Regions from separate parts of the Oryctolagus cuniculus genome. Here region 2 is linked to region 1. The links are chromatin contacts, called in public Hi-C maps. All regions are on one chromosome and are shown on one strand. Each heading gives the region's core, a stretch centred on a gene start, on an enhancer-like site or on the middle of the called end of the contact. The rest is flanking DNA. Distances are from core to core; before and after follow the strand shown. Region 1 has its middle 48 kb from the start of ARHGAP26. Region 2 overlaps ARHGAP26 (Rho GTPase activating protein 26).

Region 1 (5,986 bases), core at 1,414-3,913:
GCAGAGTGGACAGTGAGAGAGAGACAGAGAGAAATGTCTTCCTTTTGCTGTTGGTTCACCCTCCAATGGCCGCCGCGGCCAGCGCATTGCGCTGATCCAAAGCCAGGAGCCAGGTGCTTCTCCTGGTCTCCCATGGGGTGCAGGGCCCAAGCACTTGGGCCATCTTCCACTGCACTCCCTGGCCACAGCAGAGAGCTGGCCTGGAAGAGGGGCAACCGGAACAGAATCCGGCGCCCCGACCGGGACTAGAACATGGTGTGCTGGCGCCGCAAGGCGGAGGATTAGCCTAGTGAGCCACGGCGCCAGCCTTGATTTTGTTTTAAATCATGAAGTTCCTGGAATACCCAGTGAGAACAGGGACCCCAGATGTCTGGGGAAAAGGGAGAGAAATGGAGTGGATACGGACAGACGTGTTTCAGGGTGTAGACTGAGAACACCCAACTGTGTCTTAATGGGTTGCCGCGACCCTTGTGCACTGCAGTTCTGGGGTAGGGAGCTCACCCTGTGTGCTAGAGAGTGCGGAGAAGCTGCCCTGGGCAATCGGAGTTGGGAGAGAGGTCAAAAGCTGAGCAAAAGCCCGGCCTGTGATTTCCTCTTGTTTTTTGAGGATGGGGAAAGAAGGGTTATGTTAGTTTGAGTGAAGCTGCAGCTGTAACAAATTCAGAATGGAGCCATCTGTTCCCTCTGAGAAGCAGCTGCCCCCAGGTACCAGTCTGACCACGGAAACTGAGTTGAATCAGCTGGAATCCCGTGCTGAGGCTGCTGACTTGCCCCAGTGCGCTTGTCTGCACCCTGGAGAAACCAGCGTGCGCGCAGGTGACATCGCTGCGTGCAGGTGCACACAGCTCTGCCAGGGGAACACTCCCTCCCAGGCAGCTGCTCTAACCTGGCACCTGGCACTGAGGAACCCATCTGGAGGCAATATGCAGCCATTCAGCATGAGTGCCAGCCACGGTGGCTCCCAGGTGATTGGCAGGTACAGCTGGCGCTCTTTCCCTCCTCTTCCTGAGTAACACCGGGCAGGGCGGTCTCCCAGCCAGGCTGCGGCTCCAGGTGCCACTTTTACCTTGGGGCATTCTACCTGGCCCAGGGAGAGAGAGAAAAGCCCTGTCAAGTGATTGCAATCGCGCTTTCGTTTCTCTAGTCCTTTTTTATTTAAGGATCGCAGCTGCCGCGGCACGTGGAAGCCTTTCTTCAGATTCTTTGCCAGGAACCGTGCGTGCTGGTTTCCAGGACGTGATGAGAGCCTGGCGTGGGGGACCTCAGAAGCGGAAGTCTGGCTTATTTTTCCTGAATGAAACCATGCCTTCGGTAGTGCACCCCAAGCTTAGCTGTGTGCCAGATACCTCTAGGGAATGAGACACGTGCCCAGCTGCAAATTCTGACTCCGCAGGGGTGTGGCAGAACCAGACACCTGCACCTGCTACTTGGCTCGCAGTGAACACGTAGCCCAGTGTTTGCACATCACAGGGGTGAGTTGTAAGGTAAAAGCGCCATCATTAGGAAATTTAATTTTATTACACAGCATTTAACAGTTAATACCCCTAGACTTCTGGACATCTTAGCTTGGCGATAAAGCAGCCAAGATTAACCCATTCTTTCCCCCTCGTGACAGTGGGGTTGACTGAGGGTTCCTGCTCTCTGCTGCCACCAGGAGCATCCAGGAAGAGTATTTTACAGTATACCACCAGCTCCGGAGGAAAAAAATCAACACTGAAAACTTGAATTCAGTTTCTACCTGATGCTTATTGCTTTTGCATCATGGTGATGTCAAAAATTGGAAGACAAACCATTGTAAACCGAGACTGCCTGTCTGGTTACCCTGCTCCTTCCGCCATTTTTCTCAGCAGGGATGTCAAGCCTCCTGCATCTGGTAACCTGCAGTTCTTGCTAACAATGTAAGTTCTGGGGCAGGCAGTTAGCCTGGCAGTTAAGATCCCAGTTGAGATATTCACGTCACATGTCAGAGTACCTGGGTTCAATACCTGCTCCTGGTTCCTGAATGCAGGCCCTGGAAGGCAATGGTGATGGCTCATTGGACTTGGGTCCTTGCACCCACATGGGAGACCTGGATTATGTTCCCGCCTCCTGCCTTTAGCCTTGCCCAGTCCCTGCTTTGTGGGCACTTGGGGAGTGGACCAGCAGATGGGAGTACTTGGTCTTTTTTTTTTTTTTTTAAATGTAGGTTCCTCGGCCCTACCCAGACCTACTCAGCAGACAGCTCGAGGGCGTGGCTCACTTCATCTTTGCTAGGTGACAGTGACCACAGGTCCCCTGGCAACTCTTGAGTACGTTCACATTTGAGAATTTCTGCAGAGAGGAGTCTGACGCACCGCAACACGTGGAAAGCCACTGACCGCGCTGGAACAATTGAGCTTGAATTTCTGCTTTGTAGACCCGAGAATTTTTTCCTGACTCCACTTGACTTCCCTGAGCCACCGAGGGAAGTGCTGGCCAACGTAACACAAAGAAGCAAAGAAAGTAGAAAAGTGATGTAATCTGAGGCCGCAGTGAATTGGAGGCCAAGAAATAGTGATGGAAAAACACCAGGCTTCTCACCTGGGCCGTGCCCCAGCTCAGGGGTTGGAATGGTGGAGAGACAGAAGCGGGCCTCTGTGAAGGGGCAGGTGGTCGTTAGCAGCTCCTCCTGGACAGGGCCATCCGCTGCTGCTCCAGGGCTCCCTGGCTTCCAGACTCCTCCAGGCAGTCCTTGGCCAGGGACCGTGTGAGCACAGAGACTGGAAGCTGGTCAGGCACTCACTCGGGCCCTGGCCTCAGCCCGGGGGATGGGACTCTGAGGGAGCAGAGGGGTGCAGTCTGCAGGTCTGTGGAGAATTCCAAAGCCAGATTTGCGGCCAGCCCCTCTCCTGGGAGAGCCAGACTGGAGCCATTCTTGAGGAACCCAGCGGGCCAGACAGTGGCCGCTCTGTTCCTGTTTGCTGGCACCCGGGCTGTTAACCCAGAAACTGCCCTTGTGCCCTTTATGGCAGGCAAGTTTTAAAGCTCTCCTTTCAACTTTGGCCCTGTGTCTTACAGGCTGAGAAGAGGCACTTGCCTCCACCCCAAATGCCATTTTTCCATACTCTTTGACCGGGAGGTCTACAAAAGGGTGTCTTTTCTTCCTCTGCAGCTAATGATCCCTGGGAAAATTTGCAAATCTTCAGAAGAATTTCCCGAGGAACTCCTGAGACAAGAGAAACCTAAGAGCACTCGGCAGTATAAGCTGGGAGTGAGCCAAGTGTCTTTCTCCCGCCCCTGGGGCGGCCACAGGTCAAACACCCATCCCTGAAGGCTGGAAACTTAAGACGTTTTTTTGAAAAGATTATATTTTTTGAAAGGCAGAGAGAGAGACAGATCTTGCATCTACTGGGTCATTCCCCAAAAGCCCCCAACAGCCTGGGGTGGACCTGGTTGAAGCAAGGAACCTGTAACTCTGTCTGAATCTTGCGCCTAAGCAGCAAGGACCCAAGTCATTGACCATCTCCTTCTGTCTCCTAACACATGCCCGAACTGGAAGCAGAACTGGGCTTCAAAGCCAGGCGCTCTGACGTGGGATATAAACATCCAGTGACATCTTATCCCCTGTGCCAAAAATCCACCCCAAAGACATTTTTAAAATGTTTTAAAGTTTATTTTGTTTTACTCCAAGTTTCCAGAATTACCAATTACAAATAACAACAGCAACAATAAAAAACCCTACAGTACAGTCATCACCAGATATGCAAGGGAGGTTGTTCTAGGACCTGCCTGGGATACCAGCATCAAGGGCTGGCCAAGTTCTTGCTGAAAAATGGCACATTTACACACAATCTACTCACATCCACTCATATGCTTCGAATCATTCCTGGATTATTATAATACTTAGCAGAGTGTAATGCTATGTAAATAGTTGTTAACACTGAACTGTTTGGAAAATAATGGCAAGGAAGAAGTCTGATAGTTTTTTTCCAAGTATTTTCTATCTGCAGTTGGTTGAACCCATGCATGCAGAATCCTCAAAAACAGATGGCCAACTGTGTTTCTCCATCAAAGGAAGAGGGGAAACCAATGAAACCCCATCGAGGTTTGTGCATAATTTCCCTCGGATAGTTACTGGAGTCAGCACACACGAATTTGGTTCCAAGATTTTTAGCAGAGAAAGTGACCAGTCTTAAATGTAGTCAAAATATTATCAATTCCTTTACCCTTCCCTTTTTATTTAAAAAAAAAAATCATTTATTGAACTGTGTGCCAGGCAGAGCCTGAGGCCATGAGGATACAGCGAAGAACACAGTAAAGTCCCTGTCTTCATGGAGCTGACTTTGCAGTCAGGGAGATCCATGACAAAGTCAGCAGTGAAATATGTTAGTAAGAGGTCAGATGATGAATGGCAAAAGAAGAGTGACGTCAAGGTCCCTGGGGTGGAAAGTGGCAGAGGGCGGGGGTGGGTGTATTGGGGCTGGCATTATGCTTTAGTGGGTAAAACTGCTGCCTGCGACACTGGCATCCCATATGGACACAGTTTGAGTCCCAGCTTCTCCACTTCTGATCCAGCTCTCTGCTGATGGCCTGGGAAAGCAGCAGAAGATGGCCCAAGAGCTTGGGCCCCTGTCACCCGTTTGGAAGATCCAGATGAAGCTCCTAGCTCTGCCTTGGCCTGGCCCTGGTTGTTACTCCATTTGGGGAGTGAATCAGCAGATGAGAGATTCTCATTTTCTCTCTCTCTCTCTCTCTCTCTCTCTCCCCCATTCAAATAAATAAAATAAACCTTTAAGAAGCAAGAAAGAAAGTGACCAGGGTGAGGTGAGGTCATTATGGACAGGGCAGTTAGGGAAGACGCCTTGGGGGCAACCTTTGAGCACTAGCTGAAGAACAAGGCAGTGAGCCACAGGGTGTGTGGGCGAGTATCTTTAGCACGGAGCATGTGCAAAGGCCATAATACAAGAGGGTGGTTGGTGTCTGTGGAGCTTCCCAAAGGTCAGCGTGGCTCCAGCACAGACAGGAGCGGTGTAAGGGAGAGGTGGGAGGTTCGTGGTGCCTTGGGAGTTGTGCAGTGGCAGTGTGCTGGTCAGGAGATCAGGTCAGAAAGCGAATGAAACTTACAGGCCAGGGTGGTTGGCAAAGAAGCAGTGATCTCAAGAGATCACTCTGGCTGCTGTGTGAAAAATAGGCTATAGCAGGTTGTTGTTTTGCTTGGCTGCCGGAATAAAATGCCACACACTGGTGGCTCACACACCAGAAATCTGTTTTCTCACAGTTCTGGAGGCCGGAGTTCCAAGATCAAGAGGACGGCAGGTTTATTTTGTCCTGAAGCCTTTGTCCCTGCCTCATAGAAGACTGCCCTCTTCCTGTGTTCTCGCGTGGTCTCTGGTGTCCTGTTGTTTGTCCAAATCTCCTCCTCCTATAAAGACACCAGTCAGATTGGATTAGGGCCACCTCCGTGGGCTCATTTTTTAATTTCATCATCTCTCCAAAGTGCCTGTCTCCAAATCCAATCACATTCTTGGGTACTGCAGATTGCAGTTTCATTTATTCATTCATTCGTTCATTCATTCATCCATCCATCCATTCATTCATTTATTATTTGAAGGGCAGAATTACAGAGAAGCAGAGAGAGGGAGAGAGAGGTCTTCCATCCACTGGTTCTTTCCCCAAATGGCCAACAGCTGGAGCTGAGCCGATCTGAATCCAGGAGCCAGGAGCTTCTTCTGGGTCTCCCACACAGGTGCAGGTGTCCAAAGACTCGAGCCGTCTTCTACTGCTTTCCCAGGCCATAAGGAGAGCTGAATCGGAAGTGGAGCAACCTGAACTCGAACCAGCACCCACATGGGATGCCGGCACTGCAGGTAAAGCAGCGGCCCCTACAGATTGCAGTCTCTACACAGGCATTTGAAGGAGCACAGTCTGAGCCTTGACAGGGCAGTGGTAGAGGTGGGAGATCAGTTCCGAGGCTAATGGCATAATCCAGGCAAGAGATGATGGGGCTTGGGCCAGAGTGATGCATGTG
Region 2 (5,992 bases), core at 2,255-4,754, 170 kb after region 1:
GAAATTGGGAATACATCAGGAGAGCTGTCTTTTTTTTCTCCCCACAGAGTCCAGTCAGTTCTGTGACCGTCCGTGGCTTCCGGACATTGCCTCTGTTCATTTCATTGCAATGCACATGCGTGTGGTTCAGAAAAAAAAAAATAATGCTTTGTTGCAACACGATTCCTGGCATAATTAGTTCAGTGAAGAGTGAGGAGTGCATTAAGATTGAAAAATATCGTACTGGCATGGAAACCACTATAGAATTCCCGAGCTGGAACAATTCGGCCCACACATTCTGCCGATGAAGAAATTGGAGCCCAAAGAGGTTCAGTGCTTTGCTCACGGCCACACAACTGGCAGCCAGTCAAGTCATCATTCATTTGTTCGTTTGGTCATTCAGAAAATGTTTCAGTGCTTCTTTGTTCCAGCTTTGCCCTTGTTTGGGGATAGTAGTGGGCAAGTGACCATTTATGACAGTGGTGTGTGTGTGTGTGCATGTGTGCACGTGTGTCTATCTGTATAAGCGTGTGCATCGCTGAACCAGAAAATGTGAACAGGCATGCGAGTTCTGAAGAACACACTCATGGGGTGGTGGTAGCTTCTTGGGATCCCATTGGTGGTTAGAGAAGGCCTCCCTTGAAGAGATAGTCTTTAAGCTGAAGCCTTAATTACAATAAGGAGTCACCCATGAAAGGCTGCCCCACCTCCTGGAGGGGAGAGTCCTGGGAGATGAAACCCGGTCAGGAGCACAGATGTCCCAGCTGCACTGGGCAACACAAAGTCAGGCTCAAGGTGTTCGTGCCAGTAGGTGTTAGGAGGTGTTTTGTTTTGGTTGTTAACCTAGTCCCACTGTTGGTCAACTTTACCTGCAGCTTAGGCAAATGAGCATTTTACAAGGCATCACGGGATCTTGGAAACTCGGCCACTACAGTTGCCACTTCTCCGGCTGCGATGGCTGCTTAGGTTTTCAGAGGGCATCATTTTTGCTTCTGCAGAACCTGTGTCAGTCACGCGTTGAAGTCACGGCCAGGTTTTGCTTTGCTGTGCTGTTAGATCGAGAACTGGGAACAGCTCACACGGTGTCCAGTGTAGAGGTGTCCCACTCCAGTGCGGAGGCTCAGGACTGCTGTCTGTCTGTGCTGGGATGGTTGTGATTCCACGCCGACGCCTGCCTTTTTTCTTCACCAGATTGAGAATGCCAGCGAGGTGCTCATCACGCCCTTGGAGAAGTTCCGGAAGGAGCAGATCGGGGCTGCCAAGGTGAGCGTTCCACGGCCTTGTTCTGGGAGTGTGGGGTGGGAGGCCTGGGGAGCACAGCCCAGCATGGGCAGGTAAGCCTGGAGGCCCCTGCTCTGTCTTTGCAGGGCGCCGCAGTACGGCCTTAGTCGCCTGCTCTGGAGCAGGCCCTCTAGCGTTTGTTCGCAGATTGTTTTAGATCATGGATCATCCGGAGGTGGAATCCTGGCTTGCTCTGTGTTTTGTGTAGCTGTGTGCTTGGACAGTGGACTGCAGTGCACAGTACACTGTTTCTGTTGAAATGTGTTTACTGTGGATGTCCACAGCTCTCAGCCTAAGCAGGGCTTGAGAATTTGACCCCGTGGGCACCTGGAGTTTCTTTAAAGGGAGGCAGAGCAAGCGCTTAGCCAGATTTTGCCATGTGTGAGGAAACGGGCCCTCTCTTGCCAAATCTTTACATTTTTCCAATGTAAAAAGAGAAAAACTCTGAAAAGCCATAGTTCTATGTGGAATTTCTCACTGGAAAATAATTCAAAGTGTGTGTGTGTGTGTGTGTGTGTGTGTTGCACATTGTACAGGTCAGAAAGCCACATCTGCAGACCTGCCTCACCCCTGACACCACCACACGTTACCCCTGACCTGGGCGAGCTATAGCCAAAGCGAAGCTAATTCTCAGGTGTTCCTCAAAGACCGCAAAGGGAGCCCTGTTCATTTTTCAAAGGTGTCTTCCCCAGGGTCTCCTGCCCAGTGTTAAATCACTCAGAATCCCCAGCCAGCTTGACCTTCCGATGAGTGTTAGGGCCACCTGTGGGGAAGACATTTTCATTGGAATCCATGGAAGCCAAAAGCTTTACATTTTCTTCCTGGTTTTCAGTTCCGTCTCAGTTCTTTGCGCCACCTGCTGGGCATTCTGGGCGTCACCACTCAGGCTTGGTGGGGACTTCATCCAATTGTAAAAAGGCCTTGAGAATTGAGGGCAGGTGGGACAAAGCGGCTGAGATGTCCAGCTTAGCTCAGTGCTCACCCGCCCTCCCTCCCTCCCTCCCTCCCTCTCTCCCTCTCTCTCTCTCTCTCTCACTCTCTCTCTCTGCCAGCTTTGTCACTAATAGAAGTAACTGAGGGAAGCCAGGGTATGAAGGAGGAGGTTTATTTCGGCTCAGTTTTGGACGCACACAGTCTCAGTCTGGCGGTCAGCTGGTCTGGCTTTTGGTGGCGACAGTGAATGTTTAAGCATGTGTTGAGGAAGGGGCACACGGTGAAGAGGAGGCAGAGGGAGGCAGGGAGCCCCCGGCCTCGGGTCTGTGTGGCCTTTCCTTGTGGAGCCACTGTGATTCCGTTATGGGCACTGCCTCACCAACCCAGGGCCCCCACTTGGGCCACCCCTGGACGGAGTCCCCACCTTAATCCCGGAAGGCCTGGAGGACCCGTGTGTGACTGCCTGGGATTTTGGGTCCACGGTTGGAGGAGGGACCCCGGCGGGCGTTTTCCTCCTGCTTTGATAACACGCCTCTGCCAGTCTTGGTTGCCGGTTCCCCAGGAATGGGGCCTCACTGGCTTAGCGTCCGAGCTTAAGGTCGGTGTCTGGTTCCACTGACAGACAGTTCCTCCAAGACTCGGGGCCCGCCGAGCGATGGCAGAGAACGTGCCGCGCATGGCCACGGCCTCGGCCCTCCCTGGCTATGCGGGGCCTTCTGCTCAGCGCCCTGGGACCTGAGCGTCCTGCTCCCCGTGAGCACTGGGCCGTGGCTTCCAGAGGTTGTGAGGGGGCATCAGGTGGAGGCAGGGCGGTCACCTCTCCTCCCCCAGGTGGCTTGGGGTTACTGCGGTGACCGTGGAGGAGTGGGCTCCCCGTGACTGACACCACGACCGTGGTGACAGGAGCAGCCGGCCTAGACACTGACACGTGGATGAGTGAGAGTTCCAATGGTCACTCACCAAAGCCTCTTTTCCCCTTAGGCACATGCTGTTCCCCATTCATTAAATCATTAAAAAGCATCAGTCAGATAGTTTGTTGAAGTTAGCCATCAGTCTTCACAGCTCGATTGGCCGATGTCTGGGGTAATTTTGCATCCCCCTCTCTTTGTCATTTCCTTTCTTTATTCACTGTATCCAGCTCTGCTGCCCACATACCCACACACCAGATTTCGTAAATTTAAGGAGATACCTGACAGTAAACCCACCGTGAGGGGCTCGAGGGAAAGGTGTCAGAGCAGCGGGGGCTCCCTGCCTGCAGGGGTAGTGCCGGATCCTGCCTGTGCAATGCTAAAATTACGTCTTCCTCCGCCCGCCTCTCTGGTGCTGCCTTGGTTGCCATGACAACCTGTTGCGAGAGCTGGACAAGAAGGAGGGGTACGCGGACTTCCTGTGCTGATGTGGCTGCTCTGGGGTGGGCTACCACCTAGGAGCTTGGTGGAGCCAGTTGAGATTTCTGGGCGGGGGGATGTTGATTTCCCCCCGCGTATACCTGCACCTGTTTCTGAGACAGGTTTGGCAAGCTGGATGGTGTGTGAGAGCAGAATAGCCTACCCTGGGGAGTAGTGGTTAAGAGCCGGCCTAGAGAGGCACTGCGGGAGTCCTGTCTCGCTGCTGCTGTTTGCAGGTAAATCTGGGAGCCCTGATTCCTGATCTGAGAAATGGGTACAGTCAGGTCACTTGCCTCAGAGTTGCTGTGAGGGAGAAAGGAGTGAACTCACCGAAAGCACTTCAGTCAGAGGCTGTCGTGTCAGGTGTGCGCATGTGAGAACAGAGGCTGCCCAGGGGTCATTTGCTGTTGGCTGCTGTCCTGGACACACACGGTTCCTTTAAGAGATAGGGGAGCACATGCTCTGTGCCTGGCACCGCTCTTGGCCCTGGTGCTTGGTGGAGAACAAAGCAAGGGTGGTTCTGGTGCTGCTGGTGAGGCTGGGGGACATGCATTAGACAGAAAGACAGAAATACCTGTGTCATTTCAGGTGGTGGCAGGTGTGTGGAAGGGTTGTCTTCATGGTGCACGGGGCATGGAAAGCCAAGAGGTGTCCTTGGTGAAAAGGAGACAGGTGCGTGTGACAGCACCCTCTCTGTCACCACGGTCATCCCTGCTGTAGCATCCTGAGCATGTCCCATGCTGAGCTCTGTGTGAGGGGCCTTCAGAAAATCTGGTATTAATAGATAAGTTAGTGTCAGTACAAAACATCTGGACATCCTTGAGTAGTTTTGTTGTGATGTGCCTTTCCTCCCAAGCTTTGGGAAGAGCCCTCGTGTGTGGTTTATCTCATTTAGTCCCAGCGATCACAGCAGGAGCAGGTGCTCTTGTCCTAGCTTTGTTACAGTCTTGGAGTCCCAAGAACCCTGCACTGTGGCCTCCCCTCCTCAGCCTGGGTTTACGGATGAGAACGCTGCCCCTGGAGAGGGGCTGTGGTTTGTTCAGAGTCGTGCCCTGCAGGCTGAAATCAGTTCCAGGATCCTAAGCCAGTCCTTCGGCCTCTCAGTGCTCTGTACACAGTGGCCGCGCTGGAGGTGAAACCGTCCTGTGTCCTGAGAGCTTCTGGGTAACACTGTTCTGCCATGAACAGTTCTTTTGCATTGGTTTTACTTATTTATTCGACAGAGAGAGAGAGAGACGTGGGTCTTCCATCCTCTGGTTCACTCCCCCAATGCCTGCAACAGCCAGGCTGGGCCAGGTGGAAGTCAGGACCTGGGAACTCCATCTGGTTCTCCCACGTGGGTGGCAGGGACCCAATACTTGGGCCATCACATGCTGGTGCCCAGGGTGCACAGTAACCGTAAGCTGGACTCTGGAGCGTAGCACACTGATACGGGACACAGGCATCCCAGGTGGCATCCTGACTGCCACACAACGTGCCCCCACCCCTCCAGCCCCCATGACATGCCCCCATGAGAGTATTTCCTTCGTGGCTGGGCTGTTCCCGTGCAGGCCTCGCTGCTGTTTTCTCGGGCCGGAAATGGCTTTGCTTCCTCTTTGCTTTTTTTGCTCCATCCGCTTCTCTGTTGGTTCTGCTTGAGCATGCCATGGGAAGGCTGATTTGCCAGAAGGTCCACATGCCAGTGTCACCCATTCCCCGGCCTTTCCTTCTCACTGGCCAGCTAGATTGTGCTGGCCCCAGTGCGCTCCTTTTTGGGATTACTGACCAGGCTGCTGGATGTGGATGTGAGCAGTAATTGGACTTGGGGCCAGGCCAGCTCACAGATCCTGGTTCCTATAAAGGAGTAGAGTTGCTGGGGTCAGGTCTTTGCCTGTACCTTTCTCAAATTGAAGGGGTAGTATTCCTCCAATTTTTTCTCTGTTGGTTTGATATTTTATATATTATTGTCCTTGCGTGTGGGTGGTTTTCTTAAAGAAGTTAAATGCAGGGGCTGGCGCTGTGGTACAGCGGCATAAGCCACTGCCTGTGATGCTGGCAGCCCATATGAGCACTGGGTCAAGTCCTGGCTGCACCACTTTGATCCAGCTCCCTGCTGATGAGCCTGGAAGGCAGCAGAAGATGGCCCAAGAGTGCTTGGGCGCCTGCACTCACGTAGGAGACCTGAATGGAGTTCAGCTCGGCTCAGACCTGAGCATTGTGGCCAGTAGAGGAGTGAACCAGTAGATGGAAGATCTCTCTCCTTCTCTATGTCTCTTCCTTCTCTCTGTAACCCTGCTTTTCAAATAAAGAAATAAATAACTGATCTTAAAGAGATTTAGCCCTGTAGAAATGGATTCTTGCCAGTTACTCTGCTCGCTCACTCCGCAGGTCTTAGCTCCCATCTCCCCTCCCCGGAGAGGCCTTCCCTGCAT

What was found. Hi-C and Micro-C count contacts between places; a contact is called where the count stands out from the background.
Region 2: a Hi-C map of an unstated tissue shows a contact between it and region 1, with 8 times the contacts expected there. The contact joins two enhancer-like sites. A contact is called at or near these places in 6 of 6 Hi-C or Micro-C datasets (ear pinna, embryonic fibroblasts, liver and 3 more).

The regions. Positions count from the first base shown.
Region 1 is chr6:30,192,683-30,198,668 of mOryCun1.1, forward strand. No RefSeq gene overlaps it. Among named protein-coding and RNA genes, the nearest start is that of ARHGAP26, 48 kb to the right of the region's middle. Within about 2 kb of position 2,664, at least 1 of the 8 cell types and tissues checked has an H3K27ac peak or open chromatin away from gene starts, as enhancers often do.
Region 2 is chr6:30,365,572-30,371,563 of mOryCun1.1, forward strand. ARHGAP26 (Rho GTPase activating protein 26) reads left to right here. Exons shown (of 23, transcript XM_051844367.2): 4 at 1,171-1,242. Among named protein-coding and RNA genes, the nearest start is that of ARHGAP26, 120 kb to the left of the region's middle. Within about 2 kb of position 3,505, at least 2 of the 8 cell types and tissues checked have an H3K27ac peak or open chromatin away from gene starts, as enhancers often do.